Regions from separate parts of the Zea mays genome. Here region 1 is linked to region 2. Evidence: chromatin contacts called from public Hi-C data. All regions are on one chromosome and are shown on one strand. The core of a region is the stretch at or near the end of the contact, and the rest is flanking DNA. Distances in the headings are between cores, read along the strand shown.

Region 1 (3,448 bases), core at 943-3,442, 170 kb before region 2:
TAAGTGGTAATGCCAACATTAAGTAAATAATTCAAATTGAGCAATGTGGACTATATTGACTTGTTTGTAATTCCCATCTCCATCCTATTTTACCATAAATATTATGCGTCCACACAGAATAGTATATGAAGAGGGTACACCTCGTTTGAATAATACTCACTCCATTGAGTCCATTCTTTTTTATTTGTCGCGTTTTAGTTCAAAAATGAACTAACAGGTGACAAATATTCGAGAATGGAGGTAATACTTCCTAACATAGTACATGACCCCAAGCAATCAAGGTTGATGACTGGGGGACAAAGAGCTATACCGATCTATGTTCATATGTAACCAGACCAACAGGTAAATCAATCGCATGTTTAGAAAGGAAAAAAGAAAGAAAAAAAGGAAAAGATTAGCTAGACAGCCATACATTGGCCCACCAGCACAACACTAGTTTCCCTAACCATATACAGGGCATGCATAACACACGGAGGCAAGGCAAAATTATTGTTATCTGTTCTTGGGTCCTTCGACAATCGCACTCCCTTTCCGTCACCCCTAAAACCACTGCTGCACAATCCACATTCAACCTTGACTGCAGCATCCCTTCTTGCGTCTCCTCCCTCACTAGAGAACATCAAACTTGATCTGAAGATCATTCAATCTCGTCAAAGATTGAAATTTGAAAAAGCTCTCAGTCTGTGTAAGCTTATCCGTCTGCTTTGTAAGAAAAGCATATCCGTATTGCTCTAGTTCTGTGTGACGACCATGCAGCAACAATGTGGTGACCCTATGACTACGTGAATCCAGACGTCGACCATCATCAGCCCCACTGTGTGCAACAGGGTCTCGACCCCATTTACAGATTTACTACGACTTACAAGGACCTTCAGATATACAATTGTGCATACTATGCTAAAATGTTAAATTGGCTGCGAGATGTGGAAGGTCAGTTGCGTTATCATCTTTCAGATAATCAATTTTGATTATGGAACATTTATAGATGTGACATAATGCAAAGCTATCACTGCTGGGTAGGTTTCTACTTTCTAGGCATTTGACAAATTCACAAAATTCTTCATGCACAGAATACACAAGCTAATCACATACAATGGAAATAACAAACGAATCTTGCTATCTATCGACCATAATATTCGATCAAAATAAAATAATTAAGCATGACAAAAAATCACAACGCTGTAGTAATAGCATGAGCTATGCAACATATAGTTAAATAGGCAATACCATGACCAAAATCATGGGTTAGCGTTAGCCATCTTTCATTTTCAAGTTAAACAGGCATTGGCAATAGTCTATCAACATGTCATCAACTCCATGTAGAAACTGAAATACTGTGTTATGTACAGCTAGCAAATTCACTAATGAATTTACGAGCATGGAGTTCCCATTATTACAAAAAGGTTTCTATAGAACACACCAAAGAGATTTATGACTATACACAGTTTGCATACAAAAGTCATTGACCATTGTACTGGTCCAAATGTCACTGCTCATCCTAAAAGCTAATCAGTAGAGTTCAGTCGCAATAGCTAACATTATCTCATTCTAGATGAAATTACAACCCTAGACATGTGGTCATACACAGAAACGCATCAGTGAAAAAGAAAACCATAAACGTAAGCATAAACAGTCAGCAACACAAGGCAGATAAGCTGCAGCAGCGAATATGTCAAAATGCCTACCGGAGAAGAGCATGGCTGTAGTGAAGCTGCAGCGCCGCCAACTTGGGGCGCTGGTGGCGCTCTCGGCAGTACGTTATAAGAAAAAGCTGCCGACGGAGACGGTGTCCCTGGCGCTATGTAGGATAGGGAGCCTGCAAATTGCGACCGCGGCGGCCCTGGCTCTGCGGGCGGGGCAGGAGAAACTAGCGGGGCGGGAGAAACGGGAGGAGGCGCTGCGGACGTGGCAGGTGAAGCGGGAGGAGTGGTGGCAAGCGCGGGACCGGAAGAGGCATCTCCAGCGTCTGCGGCCGCGACGGGAGATGGAATGGATGCCCCTGCCAATTCCGCCGCGGCGGCCGCTGGTTCCTCCACGGCGGCCGCTGGTTCCTTCGGGTCAGCTGCCTTTGCTGGAGAGGGTTCTTCGACGCCCACGTCGGAGACGGCCGACGCCAGCGTCGCCATGTTAGGGAGGTGGTTGGGGCCTAGGGTTTTGTGAAATCGAAGTGTCGTGTATTTCGCCCTCGCGGGAGAGAAGGCAGCGTAGTCCGGGGTGGAAGTGGAACCGTGGAAGAGAGAAGGATACGAGTTGGATTTCTCAAGTTGCCCCGTGGGCCGTAGGGCAGCTTTTTTCGAAGAAGCTTTTCGAGCTGGCATAAGGAGAAGCTAGTTGCGGAGAGAAGCCCTGCTGCTGCTTGTTGAAAAAGCAGCTTATCTGATAAGCTGGTGAAAAACAGCTTCTGCTTGTTGGCTGCTTTTAGGCCCTGTTTGTTTGGGCTTCTGGCAGTTTCTGGTCACCAAAAGCTGCTGCGGACTGCCAAACTCTCAGCTTTTCAGCCAGCTTCTATAAAATTCGTTGGGACAAAAATCATCCAAAATCAACATAAACACGTAATCGGTTGAGTCATTGTAATAGTAGGAATCCGTCACTTTTTAGATCATGAGCCCTATGAACAACTTTATCTTCCTTCACACGTAATCGTAATGATACTCAGATTCTCCACACAGCCAGATTCTTCACACAGCCAGATTTTCAGAAAAGCTGGTCAGAAAAAAGCTGAACCAAACAGGGCCTAATAGTGTATTCTGAAAAGCAGCTGAACTGATAAGCTGCTGCAGAAGTTAGCTGTTTGGCAGAACTTCTGCTTAAATTTGTGAAGAAGCTGAAAATAAGTTGTGCCAAACAGGACCAGAAACTAACTAATAAGGATCTAGGTATTTGACAACAAAATGCTTTATCATCTTACGAATACAAAAATTTTATAAATTAATTTAAACTGACAATACATAAGTTTTATAAGTAAACGGACCGTCGCTCACTCAGATTCTCACGGACGCGGCCTTCAGATGGCTTCGGACTTGACATGCTACTATTGCGGTCGTAGGAAGCGCTTCCCTGAGAAGCTAGGCCAGAATCCGGTCTTTTGGCAACCACCATGGGCTTTCGCCGGCCAGAAGCGGCTCGAAAGCTGAACCAAACACAACACGGGCGTAGTATGACCGCTACTGCGTTTAGGTTCTCGAAGCACTAGTGGCTCGATTGGATGGAAGCCTCGCAGGCACTGTCTGGCATTGGGAATTCAACTCCTGGCGTTGATGCTTGGGCCAAGCAAACTCTCGCCACCATCGTCCATCTTATAAACTCTTTCATATAAGCTAACTAGTCGATTGCTCGTGCATTGCAACGGCTCACAACAATATCCATGTAAACTATTTATTAGAAAAGATCTCAAGATTTTTTATTGATTGTCTCTGCTCTCCGCATAATATTTTTATTTGGCTAACTG
Region 2 (3,956 bases), core at 1,052-3,551:
GGAATGGACAAAGTCTAGAGGAAATTAAATTGAAAAGGGTAAACCAAAAGGCATATTATATCCTGGTAATTGGGTGTGTTGTTTTGTTTTCTCATGAAACTATCTTTTTTCCCTAATTCTGAATCTAAAGCAAATCGTGATGAGTTGCCTGCACAATCAACAAAGCATCCAACTGAGAATAGATGGATAAAAAAACAATATGCCTCTAGAAAATTCATACTCTCATTTGGTGATAAATTTTCAAAAGCTCTCACCGGGATGCCTTGCTTGTTACATTGGAATATGCATAAACTTTTCACTCCTAGAGGCATCAATGCTGCCTCGTCAACTCGCTGTGGTGTCATGTTGGCTTGATGCCTCAGCAAGAGAACGCAGTGGATCAACGACAAATCGGCGTTTTCACTAGTCACACTCAGTGATGGAGCCAAGGGTTGGTCCATGTGGACCATGGACCACCCTAGAATTTTGGGCAAGAGTGTAATACATATTTAGGCAGTAAGCAACTTTAAGTAAACTTCAGAGTTTAGTGCTCATTTTAAAAATGCTTTGAGACTTTTTAATGTGTTTGTCTTATATTTTAGTAAATTATATATTAATAACATGCCGCATTTATATTGTTAACATTAACAAGAGTTTTATATTAAATTGGACCACCATAGATTAAAATCCTAGCTATGCCACTGGTCACACTAGAGTATTGTGGACTTGCTGTTATAGAAGCAGCCTAGCTTGAGGCGTAATCGTGTAACAGCTCGTGAGTGTGGCGACAGAAGTGAAGACAGCAAGCCAAGCAGCATATGCATGTTGGTGAAGAACTAAGAAGGCCAGGATGAGATCCACAAGTCATGTCCATGTGGCCAGACTGGCATTTGGCAACTGGTCCTTGCAAATATTGTGTTGTAATGGCAACTAGGAGTGTTGGATGCACTGAGCACTGGCGGCTTGTGTTGCACAAGCATATGAAATGCGTCTGTTCAAGGGAGTTCCTCGTCCTCACAAAAGTACATGGGTCAGGGAGGGAGGAGCCCAGGTTGCCAGGTTGACTGACGGTTACTGTAGTGTCAATATTACTGTCGGAGGCTCATAGCTATCAGGCTCAATATTCAGGTTTCAACAAAGTGACTCCCTCCCTCCCTGAAGAAACGAAAAAATAATGCTTCAAAAGCTGGAAAAAAATACGGAAGGAAGTAGTAGAGTAGACAAACCGTTTTCTGTGTTGTTATTTGATGACGCTGCCTCATAACTTTGGTTGCCCCCGCCATGAGCCAATCTGGTGAACCATCCACATGATTCATAAAGGAGTATGGATTTATCGGTAGATTCGATGAAGGTCTCGACATCTTCTTGTGTATGCAAAACCTCAAAAGGGGACTCCTCATGGTCAAGTGACATGATATAGCGCACTGCAGACAGAATATCATGTGCACGAAGCTTCCCTTGATATTTGAATTGCATGGAACGTTGGTAGTATACCACAGTTATTCCTTCAGCAGCACCAATAGCATCTGTCAGCAACTTTTCAGAATTCTTGTATACAACCATCAGCTTGAGGCGACTAAGCTCCTCATTGGAACCAACCAAACGTTCTATGTCAGCCATCAGTGATCTGGACTCACCATACCCTGCAGATTGGGATCAGTAACAATAACAGTTAGGTTATAGCATGCTGTGCCCACGTGTGCTATGATGGAGCATCAGAGCACATTTTAAGGTAAATACACCAGAAATATGCAACAAACGCTAGATTTTGGAATTTTGATTCGCAACCATGCAAACATTGAACATAGCTTAATTACCCAGATCCAATGCAAAAGGGGATCTGGGGCACTGCGAATTGTCACGTTTTGCGTTGTCATTTCCGATAGACTGTTAATCTTATCGATACGGTGAGTTGCACTGGGAGACAAGAAATGTGTTTAGTTGAACCAGATAAACGACTATGAAGCTCATCAGAAATAAGAGGCAGGCACGTGTCCTCACAGGGCATCGTGACGAGGAGGAGGACGTGGGGGCGGAGCCGGATCTGGGACGAGAAGTTGGCCCTGGTCAGGACCTGCCACTCCAGACGGGCAGCAGCGGCACCGGAACTCGCCACCGTTGCCGACTGTAGCGCACTGGCAAGGATGAGGAGGATAGCGCACGGCCATGCCGCGGTGAGGAGGAGGCGCATGGCGGCGGCCGGGGTATAGCAGCAGCACCAGCGACTTCGCGCGAGGACTCGAGCTCGAGTTCAGCCGTCCCCGTCCGGGGACCTGGTTCGAGAATCGAGACTCGAGAGTCGAGAGTATATTGTAGGGGACTAGGGTGTTTTGTTCGGCAACGACGGAGCAGTCCTTCTGTACAAGCCTACAAGCAAACCATCTGATCCATTAGATTACGATCCAACCATAGATATAACTATGGTTTATTAGGATTTTTTATAAAGATTATTAAGCTGGTGGTGGAAGGATTTAAGTGTTAAATGTGACCTATGGTTGGATCACGATCTAATGGATCAGATGGTTTGATTCCACGCTTGCATAGAAGGACTACTTGCATAGCAGTCGTTGCCGTTTTGTTCACAATAATTACAAATATTAAATATAATATAATTATAACATTAATTAAACAGATGTAGATTAAAAATCAAGATGAATTTATTAAATCCTAATTAAACTTATATTTAATATTCACTAGTACAATACCCTTGTGTTGTGATGATCAATTATGTTTAATAGTACAATACAAATTTGATAGTCAAGTGTCGAGTGGTGAAATAGTGTGATGGTCTCTCTCAACAAAAAAATAAATTTAAAATTAAAGTGGACTTGATGATGACATACTTCACTATTACCTCTGGGTAAAGACGTAATTGGTCTAGTTGCCTCAATTGTAGTCGGGCGGCGACTATGTGAGCCTTAAAATTATTCCACCTCACTTAACTTAGAAAGAGGAAGACACCTTAAAATAGAGAGTCATCATTCTCGCATCAGACTAGTCTTTTGAGGCGATTGGACCTCTCTCTGAGTTGGGTGTGCTTAATAAACTGTTAGGCTCTGGACAACCCTAATTTGTTGGGCCACGGCCAGCCCTGCCTGAGTTGGGTGTATGATCCGGTATCAGAGTTAGGACCCATTTTAAGAAGTGTGAATGATGAGGACATCATTCACTATTACTCATTGGCAAAGACGCAATTGGCCAAACGGTGACCATGTGAGCCTCAGAATTATCCCACATTGCTTAAGTTGGGTGGAGGAAGCCACCTTAAAAGTGAGAACCACCATTTCCCATCAGACTAGTCTTTTGGGGCGATTGAGCCTCTCCCTCACTTGGGTATGCTTAATGAACTGTTGGGCTCTAAGCAACCCTAATTTGTTGGGTCTCGACCAACTCCGCTTGGGCTGGATGTATCAGTACTCTCCCTAAAAAAATTAAAAATTAAAGTGGACATATGGCTCACATACCATATATTAAAGTGTCGATACTGCACTAGGGCTGAAATGAGCCGAGACGAGCTCAGCTCGGTGCTGCTCGTTGGCTAGCTGACTGAGCTCGGCTCGCCCACTAAATGAGCTGAAGGAGGAGGCTCGGTTTGGCTCGCAAGTTGTGTCTTGATAAATAAAATTGCATTATATGGTTACTTAATAATATATAAACGTGTGAACAGTCCTGCCTCGTGGCTCTACCTCGACCGACCCCTGCCCCTAAAAGTCCAGGGATAGATGGGCCGACCTTGAGTCCCCGTCTCATCCAACCTCAGATCGCCTGAAGGGGCAGAGTGTAAGGTTGCATCCTATAGAGTCTGCCTCATCCGTCCCATTGGTTGGGAGCTGTGCCCGACCCTGCCCCCTCCCCCTAAATTGGATTTCACATGATTGTACAAATGACCATTCTAGGAAAGGATATGTACGAGTTGGGCTCTAACATGAGTGTGATGTTCCAGTGACAATACATGAGTTGGTATGTCAACATATGGG

The links. A called contact is a pair of places that touch in the nucleus more often than the background predicts.
Region 1: a contact with region 2 is called in a Hi-C map of leaf, with 2.5 times the contacts expected there. The contact joins the promoter of LOC100304231 here to the promoter of LOC100384665 in region 2. A contact is called at or near these places in 8 of 25 Hi-C or Micro-C datasets (ear, endosperm, leaf and 2 more).

The regions. Positions count from the first base shown.
Region 1 is chr5:28,036,919-28,040,366 of Zm-B73-REFERENCE-NAM-5.0, reverse strand. LOC100304231 (Pre-mRNA-processing protein 40C) reads right to left here and starts at 2,192. Exons shown (of 16, transcript NM_001347126.1): 1 at 1,686-2,192. The coding sequence starts at 2,126.
Region 2 is chr5:27,868,752-27,872,707 of Zm-B73-REFERENCE-NAM-5.0, reverse strand. LOC100384665 reads right to left here and starts at 2,301. Exons shown (of 8, transcript XM_008645949.2): 1 at 1,981-2,301; 2 at 1,206-1,622. The coding sequence starts at 2,170.